2 separate regions of the Sus scrofa genome follow, and region 2 is linked to region 1. The links are chromatin contacts, called in public Hi-C maps. All regions are on one chromosome and are shown on one strand. Each heading gives the region's core, a stretch centred on a gene start, on an enhancer-like site or on the middle of the called end of the contact. The rest is flanking DNA. Distances are from core to core; before and after follow the strand shown. Region 1 holds the start of C10H1orf53. Region 2 holds the start of NEK7 (serine/threonine-protein kinase Nek7).

The links. Hi-C and Micro-C count contacts between places; a contact is called where the count stands out from the background.
Region 2: a contact with region 1 is called in a Hi-C map of skeletal muscle, with 4 times the contacts expected there. The contact joins the promoter of NEK7 here to the promoter of C10H1orf53 in region 1. A contact is called at or near these places in 3 of 47 Hi-C or Micro-C datasets (embryonic fibroblasts, heart right ventricle and skeletal muscle) and 1 of 2 datasets of contacts at active chromatin or transcription factors (alveolar macrophages).

Annotation. Positions count from the first base shown.
Region 1 is chr10:20,728,542-20,735,993 of Sscrofa11.1, reverse strand. It overlaps C10H1orf53, which reads right to left and starts at 3,682. Exons shown (of 4, transcript XM_021064484.1): 1 at 3,413-3,682; 2 at 2,953-3,069. The coding sequence starts at 3,556.
Region 2 is chr10:20,962,664-20,970,115 of Sscrofa11.1, reverse strand. NEK7 (serine/threonine-protein kinase Nek7) reads right to left here and starts at 3,456. Exons shown (of 10, transcript XM_005667989.3): 1 at 3,188-3,456.

The sequences.
Region 1 (7,452 bases), core at 2,433-4,932:
TAACAGGTGATTTAGAGGACTTTAAAAGCTTAAGAGGCTGAAAATGAACTTTCACTCAGAAGCTGCAGTTGCAATTTCAGTACTTAAAATATGTGGATAATGATTTAAACGTACAGAAAAGGTGCTAATCAAAACCAACAGTCCTTACAGACAAGTTTTACCGTCGCTATTGTTGGACACCTTTCCTTCCCTTCATGATGTGTTACTCCACTGCACATTTTGTGCTATTTTCCTTTTTTCGGAGTGTTGTTAGTGCTGTTGTTAAGCAAAGTAGAAGTATTGTTTTAACATATTAACACTCACCGCTTTCAGGAGTTTGCTCAAAAGCAACTTTTACTACGGCAATTCAGATGTCAAGGAAGCGGAGTTCCCATTGTGGCGCAGCAGAAACAAATCCAACTAGTAACCACAAGGTGGCTGGTTCAATCCCTGGCCTCGCTCAGTGGGTCAAGGATACGGCGCTGCCATGAGCTGTGGTGTAGGTTGCAGACACAGCTCGGATCCCACGTTTCTGCAGCTGTGGCGCAGGCCGGCAGCTGTAGCTGTGATTAGACCCCTAGCCTGGGAACCTCCATATGCCTTGGGTGTGGCCCTAAAAAGCAAAAAAAAAAGGAAACAAACAGATGTAGATGTCAAGGAAGCATATTATACCTGCATTCAAACATAATTTTAAAAAGGCACCCCAAGAATGTAGCATGAAGATAAAGTAAATAATGCAACCTCATCTATGGACTTAGGCCAGGGGTGTGATATTATTTAGCCTTGAGATTTTGAAGGGGAACTTTGTCCTGGGCTTGTTTATGTTACCCTTTGACCACACAGCAACTCTGCACCATTCTTGTATAGAACTCTTCCATTAGAATACACAGGACACTTAAATGTCTTTTCACATAGATCTTTCTGGGTGCCACAAACTACTTCTTCAAAGTGTCTTCCCTAATGGCTGAATAGTTTGTTCTGTTTCAGGGTTTTTTGTTTTTTTTTGTTTTTTTGTTTTTTTTTGGTTGGTTGGTTTGTTTTTTATTGGTTCAGGTTTTAAGCAAAGTGTAGAGCACAAGGACAACTAGAGGTCAAGTCTAGGCCTCCTCTCAGGCGCACCGGCAAAGGAAGCGCAGGACAGCTGGAATCCTGCAGTCAAGTCCCAAGGCCAGTCTAAGAGGCCTCCCAAAGCCTTCGGGACCACAGAAGCAGATTACATGAAACCAGGGGCACTAAACACTGCTTTAGAATGACTGATTGTCGAGACCTCACTTCTTTATTTACAAAGCCCTTGTTGGGAGGCTTAGAAGAGTAAGGAAAGAACACTGGGGACTGGTAGGGGGTGTCTTTCCACTTTGACAGCTGGGGATCTTCTGGGGGCAATTACCTGGACCCTGAGAACCTAACAGAGTGCTCCTGGGTGGCTCTCCTGCTTCCCATATCAGTGGGGACACTTGGAGCTCCTTGGTGGCCCTCACAAACTTAATTGTCCTTAATTGTCCAGGCAGTAGTGGCAACAGACAAAGATGGGCAAGAAGGCTGCCGGTCTGACTGGGGCACAAGATGTTCAGTGATGCAGATCAGCACAGGGAGATACCTGCCTGCCGGTGTGGAAGAAGGACCACTGGGAGGTGGCTCTGATCGTTGAAAATAAAGACAAGCTTGTTATTGGGTTTATTTATGGTTTCCCGGACAGTCATTTAACCTGTGATTGACACTGATGAAACAAGTGTGGATTCCTTGACTGAGAAAAAGTTTCTTTTCCTTTGACTGAACAGGTCTTTCCATACCAGTGGTATTTGTTCTATAGAGAATGAAACTTTTTGTTTCTTTTTACATTTATATGGTGAAGTGTGGGAACAAATTACACGTTATTTTAAAGAGTATAAACAAGATCAAAAGTGGCCAATCATTTCCTAAAGAGTCTTTGTGCAGAAGTTTCAACACCCAGTGAGTCAGGCAGCAGATCTAAGGGCCTACTGTTAGTTAAAAAAAAATAAAAGTCAACTTTAGGCAACATCCAGGGTTTTCTTCTCTGCTCCCTTGGCCCAAGCCAGACCAGATAACTTTAGTCCTATCAAGCACTGGTCACAGACAGTGTATTAAAAAAATACTTTGTATTTTTTTTTTTGTATCTTTATCATGGAACTCACTTGCTCTTTCAAGATGATACAAGTATAAATATGCTCCCCTTAACCTTATGTAGTCTAAGGTTAGGGTGAAGGGAGATGATAAATTTTGATATTGGTGCTAATATGCAATTGTCAAACCCCCAAAATAGGGGAAAACATAGCTCAAGATTGTCTGGAAAGAATGTACACGCCTGAATATAGTCTCCTTTGCAACTGTGCTCCGTTAGGGTGGAGAGCACGAACGGATGGCAGCAAAAAATGAAAATGAATTAAAAATAAGTTAATCAATTTTCCTTATTAAAATCATTGGATGGCAGTGCCTACATGATACTGCAGATAAACACACAACATATTTTTCCTGTCACACACACACACACACACACACACACACACACACACACACAGAGTAATGATGGGCCCAAAACTGTGACCGGAGTTTTAGCACGGACGCTGATCAGAAAGGAGTTGCGCTCATACTCCGGACAGATACATGTTAACTCCTTGCCCGGAATAGGAAAACCGTGGCCAGTTTTCAAGCGAAAAGTTCTGAGATGGAAGCACACGCATCATCAGACGCCAGACGCAGGACCGCACCGGCCGGCAGCAACCTCTCCGCGAGGACTCACAGGCGCACCAGCCCCCGGGGGGCTGTCTCGGCGGCCGTCTGGGCGGGGCTGCCGGGGGGAGGCGGAGCTGCCGGAGGGAGGCGGAGCTCCCGGGGAAGGGAGGGGAGGGCATAGCGCGGGGGAGGCCTCACCGCGCAGGCGCAAGTCCCCCAACCCACCCCACCCCGTCTGCAGTCCGGGCGGGGCCACCCCGGAAGGGAGGGACGGGGCCTCACCGCGCAGGCTGCAGCGTGCAGCTCCGCGATCCTCCGCTCTGCCTCCGTTAACTCTTCGCTTGCCCGACCCGTCGCCCCTCCCTCTAGCGAGTCGGGCCCGGAGACGCCGCGGTCTCCCTTCGAAGCGGAGCAGAAGGTGAATCTGAGGGGCTGTCGGAACTCCGCTCCGACCCGGGGTGGTTTTGGCGGCGGGGCGGCAGGCTGCTGCCCTCTGAGCGCGGCGCCCGCGGACACCCGGACCCTCCAGGCCGCCATGGCCGCCGCCTATCGGGGGCGGGGCGCCGGCGCTGGGGCCTCGGGGCGGTGCCGGCTGCTCCCGCGGGGCCTGGCCTGGTCCCAGCCCCGTACCCCGGATCCCTCACCCCAGACCCTGCCCTCCAACCCTTGACCCTGGGCCCGCCCTCCAGTCCTGGATCCCGACCCCCAGCCCCGACCTCGGCTGTCCGGACCCCGACCTCACCCTCCTATGCCGGACCCCGCTCTCTGGTCCTGGACTTTGGCCCTCCGACCCTGATCCCGGACCAGCCCGACCTCGGGCCTCAGGCCTGGTCAGCTCTACCGGGCGGTCGGGAACGCGCGCGCAGCTGGGCTTCCGCAGCCCCATTGGCCCTTCCTTGGAGATCAGGTGGACTTTAGGCCCCCGAGGAGGCCCCCACGTGATGCACCTGTCAAACTAGTCGGGATCTTTGAGCATGATCGCCACAACTGTTAAGATGCCAGAAAGTGATCAAAATACCCCAGGTTTGTTTATAACCAGCTTGGGCTTATCCGGCAAAGGCTGTGTTTACAGGTGCCGCGTGGCTTGGTTCTAGGGCCCAGCCTAGAAAGAGGACCAAAAGTGAACCCTGAGGAAGAAAAGCCCATGGTTTCATGTTGCTAAGTATTTGCAGAATACACAGTAAAAGTATACTTCCTGTCCGAAAGATGAAAGAAAATTATCCAGCTACCCCTACAAAATTGAATTTGAGAAAATTAGCACAAACCCAGGGGGTAATTTCAGGCGTTAGAATTAAATTAACACACTCCCACCTCGCACCCCAGCCTGTGTTTCAGACTTGAAGAGTTGCCCTTTTGTAAGTGTCCTTCACTTTTTGAAGAAGTGGGGGGCAGGAACTGATCCCTGAAGATGGTAGGTGGTTGAGTAGTACCTGAGAAAGAACGCTCTAAACCATCGCCACCCTGTTTTTGGCGTCTGTGTTTACCATGCAACCCTGCAACCGTATTTGGATTCTCTTAGTAGGTACTGACTGAATGATCCTATTGGTCATTTGTAAATCTCATAGTGAGTTAATATGGAATCCTGTTTTGCAAATCTATTTATTTCCTTTGTGTTGGATAATAAATTAGTTATGGCACTCTGGAGACTGCTTAGTGATCTGAGAAAAGAGCTTTAAACCTGGAAGGCTGAGGAGGAACCCTCGGTAACGCTATGGAAAGAGCTGCTATGATTAGAAAAAGGAATTCACCATAAATTAGTCATGTGTTTTTTGTGCTATTTTACCAAGCCTTTTTTTTTTTTTTTTTTTTTTTTTTTTAAAAAAGGCCGCACCCACAGCATGTGGAAGTTCCAGGGCTAGGGGTCAAATCAGAGCTGCAGCTGAGGCCTGTGCCACAGCCACAGCAACACAGGATGCAAGCTGCCTCTGTGACCTATGCCACAGCTTGTGGCAACATGGTATCCTTAACCCACTGAGCAAGGCCAGGGATTGAACTCACATCCTCACAGACCCTACGCCAGGTTTTTAACCCGCTGAGCCATGACAGGAACTCCCAAATTCTTCAACAGAAGAAATAAGCCTGGAAGTTCTGACTGATTTCCCTATTTTTTAAGTTGAGGATGAGGACTTATTAATGGTTTATGACATTAGTTCAAAGAGTGGAGACTGAATTTTACAGAAATGAAATAGACTAGACCAAGTTCAAATAGGAACGAATCACCTAGGAAGAGTAAGTGTTGTTTTGTGAAACTCCTGCTTTGGCAGATGAGGGGTGTGGATATGAAGGGGTGGGCAGAAGGGAGGTCTTCGTGGTAATAGAACAGTTCTGTGTTCTGATCTGGTCAGAAGTCCGCATGTGGGATTAGACATAGAATGGTACCATTTTGTTCCAGTGTCCCATTCCCGGCGCTGACATTGTGTTGTAAACATATAAGGTGTAACCAGTGGGGGATATTGGGTGAAGAGAACGCTCTGTAGCATTTTTGCAACTTATTTTACAATTTAAAAACAGTCATTGGAAAAAAGGATATAAGAAAATATAAAAATAGATTTCAGATTACTCAGTGAGGCAGCTCACTGAATTAACCAGAACCTTTTTGATCCTCTCCATTTCCAGATTTAAAAATCATCTATCAGGAGTTCCCATCATGGCGCAGTGGTTAACGAATCTGACTAGGAACCATGAGGTGGCTGGTTCAATCCCTGGCCTTGCTCAGTGGGTTAAGGATCCGGTGTTGCCATGAGCTGTGGTGTAGGTCGCAGACACGGCTCGGATCCCACGTTACTGTGGCTCTGGTGTAGGCTGGTAGCTCCAGTTCTGATTAGACCCCTAGCCTGGGAACTTCCACATGCCACGGGAGTGGCCCTAGAAAAGACAAAAAAAAAAAAAAAAAAAAAAAATCATCTATCAGTTAAGGCCTTTGGGCATTTGGGCTCAGAAAGCTGTTTTGTACTATTCACGTTACCTGTGTGTGTATTCTTAGACAGATCTTTAAATATCATCAGAGCTGGAAACCTGTATAACAAAGAGTTGATAAAGTATTTTAGTACAAATAACTTCCCAACAGATTGGATGACTTAATTTGAGTATCATTTAGACACTGCACAGATTATCTGCCCCTTCAGCTTTCATTTGATCTTCACTCTAGGAGTCTGTGTCACTTCACATCAAGTAACTATCATTCATCGCATCTCTTGTTTTAAAGAGCCTCCTCGAGGCCTGACCCTTACCTCATTCTAGTGTGTGTTCATTTCTTCTCAGACCCTCTGCTCCTAGTAGGCAGAACCCTATAAAGGTGGGGGCACAGCGTTCTGTCTTAGAATGGTAAATCAAGGTGTTCTGCCGTGGCGCTGTGGGTTAAGATTCTGACTGCAGGAGTTCCCATTGTGGTTAATGAATCCGACTAGAAACCATGAGGTTGCGAGTTTGATCCCTGGCCTCGCTCAGTGGGTTAAGGATCCCACATTGCTGTGGCTATGGTGTAGGCCAGTGGCTACAGCTCCGTTAGACCCTTAGCCTGGGAACCTCCATATGCCACAGGTGTGGCCCTAGAAAAGACAAAAAAAAAAAAAAAAAAAAGATTCTGATGGCAGTAGCTCAGTCACTGCAGAGGCATGGGTTCAATCCCTGGCCTGGCACGCAGTCGGTTAAAGGATCATAGGTCACTGCTACCACTCAGATTCAGTTCCTGGCTAGGGAACTTCCAGAGTTGGCTACTAAAAAAAGAAGAAGAATAGTAAATCAAGTTCCCACTTTATTTATAAAGCATGTATACCCAGATCTGCTTTAGAAAGAGTTTTGTGCCGTATCTCTACATGACAACACGATATTGCATGTGTTTGATACTCCTTCGTTTGCGATGTTAGCATTGATACTGCACACGCTTGTTACTTGGAAGAGGAGGAAAGGAGTTTAGAGAAGCATGCTTCCCTAGGTTTCATTTATGTTCATTTTTAAATAGTTGCGTTAGGCCCCTCTAGGTTGCATGGTGTAGATCACACAGCTTAGTCTGGTTTCAATAAAAGGGATGGGCTCCCATCACCAGAAAGCATGACTTGATCCAGGCTCAGTGTCAGGACCAGGGCTCAGGCTCCGCTTCTCATCTCTCTGCTTCCAATGTTGACGCCCTTTGCAGACTCTCGTGGGTGAAAGATGGCTACAAACAGCTCCTAGGCTTCTCATCCTTGTGCCACTGAGAGAGAGTCTTGTTATGAAACTCCTGGACGAGAAGAAGCCTTTTTGTCCCCAGAAGCCCTAACAGCCATCTCTTCATCCTGTGTCACTTCCTGACCCTATCTTTGTGAGTGTAGGTTGCGCTGCAGGCACTCAGGGCCCATCTCTGAAACTGCCTGGGTCCGTCGCCCCAGACCCCTGCCTGCACATGGCCTGTGTTGGTGAAGTACGATTAACAAAAGTCCACTGCCATGTGACACCAAAGGCAAAGTACATTCCTCCAGCCCATCCAGTCCTTTTAGCATTTAGTATTTGATTGTCAGTCATTTAAAACACTTTTCATTGTTCCTCTGGTTCCCTTCCAGACATCCTTCCTTTGATGTCCCACAATTACTTACCCCATTTTAGCTTTTCATATGTAGGTTTTTTTTGGCCGTGCCCTTGGCATGCAGAAGTTCCTGGGCCAGGGATTGAACTGGCACCACAGCAGTGACCCCAGCCCCTGCAGTGGCAACACCGGGTCCTTAACCTGCTGAGCCACCAGGGAACTCCTATATGTAGTCAAATTTTTTTTTTGTCATTGTTTTCCCAATAGATCATAAGCAAGAT
Region 2 (7,452 bases), core at 2,207-4,706, 230 kb before region 1:
TACTGAAATGCCTACTCAACAGAACTCTTGGGCAAATATTTGAAGGGACAAATATTTTAATTTGAATGAAACCAGGAATGTGAACAGAGAACTGCTTTGTGCAGCTGCACTGCACATTTTTTTAAATACCAAAGTCTACTTTAAAAAAAAAAAAATCAAAGGGAACAAAACCTGAAAGGAACTTTGGCACTTAACATCTAATTAAGCAACTTCTTTTCCAAAACTGCATTAAGTAATCATTATTCTCTTCTCTCCAGATACCCTGAATGGTGGCTACATTAGTAATACCAGAAAGATACATTTTAAAACATCAGACAGTTCCTAGGAAAACAGTTTTCTGTCCTCCAAACAGAGCAGAAGTCCAAGTCTAATGACATCTCAAACCACGTAGTTAAGTGGAAAAATAAGTAAGAAAGAAAGAAATCTACGAGAGAAATCTACACTTCAATAAATGCGCAAAGGTCAAGAAGAAAACATTTAAATGTCTGCAATAAACCCAAACTGACAATTGCAACCATCAGAAAGATGAAGGGAGAGGAGTCTGAGGTTAAATACTTCGGTCCACAAACTGCAACTGCACTCTGGTCGTGTCAAACTACAATACTGAGATTTATTATTCGGGTGTTAACACCGGGGCCTCAGCTCTCCCCTCCCCCACTCCTCTAGTCCGCTGCCATCATACCAGACGTGCTTTCCTCATTCTTGGAGTACGTGCTGTTTTATTGGGCTGGAAAAGAGCTCTTGAAATTGTCCAGCCAGGAAAATGTGTAAGTGGGAAGAGGAGTGGAGGGCGCTGCAGGTATGATCCAAATACATAAACCCGCAGGGGCACTTAAGAGCATGAAATGAGTCGGTCTGCACCCAAGGGACGGTCTTGACTTTCTTAATTACAAAAAAAAAATAATAATCACAGTGAAAGAGTCTCAAGTAACTGTAAAAACGATTAACGATTTGGATCCTGCTATTTCTTAGTTTTCATTTTCAGATAGTTTTAGAGAAAAACCCCCATCAGCCACACAGGTATCGAGTGAGCACAGAGGTTCGGCTGAACCTTGAAAGGAGAGGAGCACGAGGGGTCCGAGGGACCCGCCCCTCCATTTTATGTGTTTATCCCATAAGCTCCCCCTCATTTTATCTCACATGCTCCCCTCATTTTGCGTGTTCATCCCACAAGCCCCCCTCACTTTGCCCGCTTATCTCACAAGCCCACTCCTCACTTTACGTGTTGCTCTCACAAGCTCCCCGCTCACTGTGCGTGTTTATCTCACAAGACCCCCTCCTTATTCTGCCCATCCACCTCTCACCCACCCCAGCCCACTCCACCTCCAGAACCTCAGCACCCTCCCGCGAGCCCGGGGCGCCAGAGGAAGTGCCCGCCCCCCAGCAGGAGCCGTGCCGTCCTCGCCGCCCACTGGCTGTGGAGGCCGTCAGTCTTCGGGGGCGTGGCCTCCCGCTCGAGGGCGGTATCTCCAGCCGAGAGTCCCAGAGGGTCCCAGGCCGCTCCAGACCCTGGGAAAGCAACTAGCCCTTCACTAGGGGTGCCTTTGCCTTCTAATTTCGCGCCCTCCTCTCGCCGTCCCCATACAGTTTCTGCCCCTTTCACTCCTCCGAGAGGTAAAATTTTTCCAAGTTCCAACATCTCTCCCCCACTCCAGCAAACTCCGACCCGGTCCAAGGCCAAACTGGGGATGCTGCGGTTTTAAGGAGCGATGCAAGCTGTGGACTGGATCTTCTCGAGGGTAGCAAAGGATTCCTTCCTCTGGAAATGAAATCGCTTACGTTTTATGTTAACCATTTTGGGTGCACTGGCCTTCATCAAGTGTTACAGCCAAGAATACCTGGCATCTATTCGGCAAGAACTGCCACAAAGCATTACAGTTAAGTGTTATCTCTTGCTTCACCGTTTTCCGTGTTTGCTTGTCCCAAACGTACCACCAAGTTTTTGAGTGAAAGTACTATGCCATTCTTTGACCACACCCGCAGCAGCTCTTGCTCCTGAACGGAACAGACTGAACACAAGCACATCCTGTACTTTATTCTGTATTCTTTATTATGCGACCTGGCGAGACACTTTGCTGTATCCTGCAGAGAGTGTGCTTACTTTTTGAAACTGCAAATTCCTTGGAGGGATTAGAAACAGTGGTTGTAATTACGACAAGAACACAGAGCTCTACCAACTGTGGGTATTTGCTTGCTTCAACTGCATCCTTATGATCAATAGCCTCAAAGATGGGGAAAAACGATTTCATTTCTGCAATATATTTCTAACTTTCAGTTCCATCACCAACACTGCTTCAGGAAGAAAGCGTAGCTTACCGTAAAATAGGTATATTTTTAGTATCCATCCCTAACAAAGACTACAGCTGTGCGGGAACAAGATTCATCTGTTTAACACATCATCTCCCAAGGCCTACAGGGTAAAGGAAAGAGGTAACAGGGTTTCTTGGGACCTCACTGCAGCATCTCTCTTCTAGATCGTGTTTTCTTCCTGGCGCTGACCCGAGGCCATATGGTCTCCACACTTTTCTTTTTTCTTGACGCTCCCCTTCATCTCCCTGGCTTTGGCCTCAAGGTTCAAGTTTTTTCTTTTCCATTGCCACTATCACCACCCATGTTCACTATTGCCTTGCAAATCCTTCTCTCTGGCGTTTCCTAATCTTAACAGAGGCCCACTAAAGCTCCTTCTCCCAACAGGTCGGTTACACTCCCCGCACTTCTCAAACCCTGTCTGCAGGGCTCCCACCACCCACTTCTCCCCAGACCTTGGCTCTGCCCAGTCCGGCTCGACTGAAACCTGACATCTGGACACAACCAATCCGCGCCGAATAAGTAACCGAGGCGGCCAATGAGCGTGCGCCTGGAGGCGCGAGGCGGGACTTCGCCAAGTTCCTCGGGTCCTGAAACCGAGACCTGTTGCGCCGCCGCCGCCGCGGCCGCGGAGTTTCTTAGTTACCGTGGCGGCCTCAGCGGCCAGAGCCGTACTGCGCACGAGGCTCCCGCCGCCGCCCACGACCGGACCGAAGCCCCCACCGGCTCGGCCGCGCGCCCCGCAGAGCCCTCCTCCACCCCGGCGGGGTCCCCAGGCCGCAGTGCGCGGGCCCGACCTCCCTTCCCCGCCCGGCTCCCGCAGGCGACCCCACCGGGCGGGGCCCCGGCCGGCGCGCCCAAGACCCCAGCAGCGACTCACCAGGAAGAGGAGAGCTTTCCGTTCTCCCGCCCGCGAGGGACCCCGGGCGGCCGGGCGGCTCGGCCGGGCGGCGCCGCGGACAGGCCCGCTGGGCCGGGGGCTGTGGCTGCGAGGCCCGGAGCGCTGGCCACCTCCCGCCGCGCCGCCCCCGCGGACGCTGCAGGCGCGGGCACCCACCCTGCGCACGGCGAGGTGCGTCCTGAGCGCGAGCCTAGCGGCGGCCCATCCTCCCACGACTCCCGCTCCTCCTCCGCGGGCCGCCGCTGTCAGGAGTGTAAACATCCCGGCATCCCCGAGGAGGGGGCGGGGCACGCGCCAGCCACGCCCTTCCCTGGGCCCCGCCCCCCAGCCCGGCTCTGGCCGCCGCTGCGCTCCCGCTGCCCGCTGGCCTCTGCGGAATGAGCCCCCCGCTTCCCGGCTGGAGCCCAGGCGGCTCTGGGGGAGCCCCTCCTATCGTCTGGCCAGTGCCTTGCAGGGCGCGTCCAGCCCTATTCCCCTCTTTCGGGCCAACTTCCCTCCCAACTGGGGGTCTGTTGCTTTTTTGAAAACTATGTTTAAATGCCCCCTTCTGCAAGCAATGAGCGGAATTGGCAACCTCGCTTTCTCCTGGATCACAGCGTTTTGATTCCGTCTTTTCCTAGGCGGTGAAACTACGTCCGTGCTAAGAAAAACTTGCGTTAAAGTAAGAGACGCAGCCTAGAGGAGTAGCTTTTAGGGCCATTCTGAAAGGAGAGCTACCTGGTTTGGTCATAGGATTCTTGGGAGGGGGGCAGGAATTATATCCCAGAACTCTAGTACACCGCCCTGCAAAAGGAATGCTTCACTCTTTTAATATCCGGAGACGCGCTACCAGAGGACAGGGCTAGGAGGTAGTATGGAGTCAACCACACCTTGATTCTAATCTCAGTTTAGGGGTTATTTTTACATTCATCTCTCCCAAGCCTCAGTCCCTTTAGCTGTAAAAGGAGAACAGTAATAATACCTGTCTCTCAGACTATGCTAGCATCAAATTAGATAAAGCAAAATGCTTAAGGACAACATCCTTAAGTAAGTGCTTATTGAGTAGTTGCTGTTAGTCCTAGGTTCAGTTCACTAGTTTGGCTCTCCTGTCCAAGGGATGGGAGCCAAGAATGAGTAGATTATAGCTCAAATGCTTAAACTATTCAAGCTATGGAATTAAGATTTCAAAGGTTTATTTTCGAAAGACGATAATTCAAGATGTCAATAGCAGCTGTTGATTTCAGTGACTAATAAAGTATTCATAAATTTGCTAGGCACTGTTCTAAGGAACAAAGATAAAACAGGTACCAAGATACAAAGTCCCTGCTCTCATGAACCTCATATTGTAGAAAATAATAATGATAACAAGCCAATGAAGGCATATTATGTCAAATGGTGATTCACTCAAAAATAAAGCAGGGTATGAAGGGAGAGCCATGGGCGAGGTGACCAAATCCGACTTGGTTTTGTGGAGAATAACTCCGCTGTGGAGAACAGACCACAAGGTAGGAACTACTAAAACAGTTAAAAGACCATTGTAACAGCCAAGTAAAAGATATTGATGATTTCGACCGTGGTGCTAACAGCAGAGGTGGTAAGAACGGTCAGGTGCCAGATAGATTTCTAAGATACAGCCAATAGATTGAATATGGGGGTAAGAAAGTAGACAAGGATGAAACCAATGAAGTTGTCATTTGAACCAGGTCGCTCTGTCAGGTCACACCAAATCAAAAGCAGTCAAATAAGAACCATGTCACTTGAGTCCTACACAGGCACACCTGGCAGGAAAAATAACCAGATATTCCCAGGATAAAGACATTTCATCCCGGTTAAATTTTTTAACCAACTTTTGTACCACCTTTTAGAAATGCATATAGATCCAATCAATAAAACAGTGCTATTTCAATAAACTACAGATTTCTAAACAGACCAGATATTTCGTTGGTAGAAGGAAAACATATATCCCTTATGAACACTGACGGATAGGGAAATGGATCAAAATGCACTCTGGGAGTGCCCATTGTGGAAACAAATCCGACTAGTATCCATAAGGATGTGGGTTGAATCCCTGGCCTCATCACTGGGTTAGGGATCCTGCATTGCTGTGGCTGTGGCTGTGGCTGTGGTGTAGGCCAGCCACTGCAGCTCCAATTCGACCTCTAACCTGGGAACTTGTATATGCCAAGGGTGTGAACCTAAAAAGCAAAAAGCAAAAAAAAAAAAAAAGGCACGCAGGAAGCCCTCAGAGTACCCTATCAGTGGCTATGTGATGTCCAGAGTATTGAAATCATCCCTGTGTGTCCCGTTTCTTCACATTAAAAGATTACAGGAGTTCCTATCATGGTTCAGTGGAAACAAATCTGACTAGCAGCCATGAGGACACAGGTTCAATACCTGGCCTTGCTCAGTGGATTAAGGATCAGGAGTTTCCATGAGTTGTGATATAGTTGGAAGATAGCTCAGATCTGGCATTGCCATGGCTGTGGCCTAGGCTGGCAGCTGCAGCTGCCATTCGACCTCTAGCCTGGCAACCTCCATATGCTGCAGGTGCGTCCCTAGAAAAGACAAAAAGACAAAAAGATTACAAAGCTATAGCTAAATCATACACAGCATTGCAGAAGTCGTGAAGGCTGTCCAAATCCAATGCACTTTCTCTTAGGACATTTTTTTCATTGAAGTATAGTTGATTTACAACATTGTGTCTCTCTAGGGCTTTTCCTCTTTGCCTCCATGCTGATGGGGAAAGTTGTCCACCTGCCCTGGGCTCCTGACCTGGGTCAAGTGCTCTGGCCAAAAAGCGTCCTCTGGTCCAGGGGTCGTCAGAGAAGAATCCAGCTTTAACTGCTTTTCTGTTTATTCATCTCCCCACCAAGCTTGCTCCAAAAATGCTGGCTTGCTCCTTGAAATGCACTAATTATAGTTTTTGTACATGCTACTTGGTGTTTATACCTAATTACCATGCAATACATACCATTAACTATCAGATTAACTTCGCTGCAAGTGGTATTTGACGATGACACTTGCAGTTTACAAAAGTCAGCATGTTTTGTTATTCATATAGCTCTGCTGGCCCCACACAATTAAAAATACAAATTAGAGGTGGTGCTCATACTCAAAACCACTTTTGGACTGTAGATTAATCCAGGCCAGATGTCCCAGACCCAGTTCAGTGTCAGTGCAACTTCTCTGTCAGGAGAGAAGCTTGCTAGAAAGAAAAAATGTTTTCCTGATGAAGGATAATGAAGTCCTATTAAAAGGAATTCTCAGGCATTCCCATTGTGGCTCAGCAGTAATGAATCCAAAGAGTATCCATGAGGATGTGGGTTCGATCCCTGGCCTCACTCAGTGGGTTAAGGATTTGAGCATTGCCATGAGCTATGGTGTAGGTCACAGATGGAGCTCAAATCTGGCGTTGCTGTGCCTGTGGGGTAGGCCAGCAGCTGCAGCTGCGATTTGACCCCCAGCCCGGGAACTTTCCTATGCCACAGGTGCAGCCCTAAAAAAAAATCAAAAAAAAAAAAAATGTCCTGTGAAAGAGATCCTAGCCAGTGGGATAGACCAGAAGGGTCCAGTCTTCTTGACTCATACATAGCACTGGCAACAGGTGTACTTGAAAAGCTACTAGTGATACTGGCAGCCACCAAATTTGACAGCTGAATGGCGATGAGGCTTAGTCAAGCTGTTGAAATGTCTGGACTAACCTGGGCCAAGAGGAGCCGGTCAAAGTGCAGACTGCAGACAAGTGCAGGGAGCTTACTTTCCTCTAGCCTGGCTGTGGTCACTGTACAATGCAGAAAATAAATCTCTCTCATGCTGTGCAGGTCCTCACGAAAAATATACGAAAGTGACCTTTTCACTCTCTTGGCCCCTTGCTGGTAATTCGTAATGGTTCATGTAGATGAACTTTCCTTTCAAACAATAAAAGCAGCCTTAATATTATCCTCCCATCCAATCCCTAGAATTCAAAATCACAGAAAGACAGCTCTGCAATGTCCCCGTCATCTAGTTCTGTAGTTCGAGACTACAGTTCGTGGTTAAAAATAGCAGCATATGGCAGAGGCTTTGTCCTGGCTGTTTTTACAGTACTTTTAAAACATGTCAATACAATATATATTCAGATATTTTAATGCAGGGAACTCTACTATTTTATACTGGTTGCAAAACAAGAAAGAGCAAAACTCGCAGTTTACATTTATATCATGATTTCATCTGGTCAGCAGAATTCAGCTGAGTCTCTGCTTTTTGACCCTAAGGACAAAAGCCAA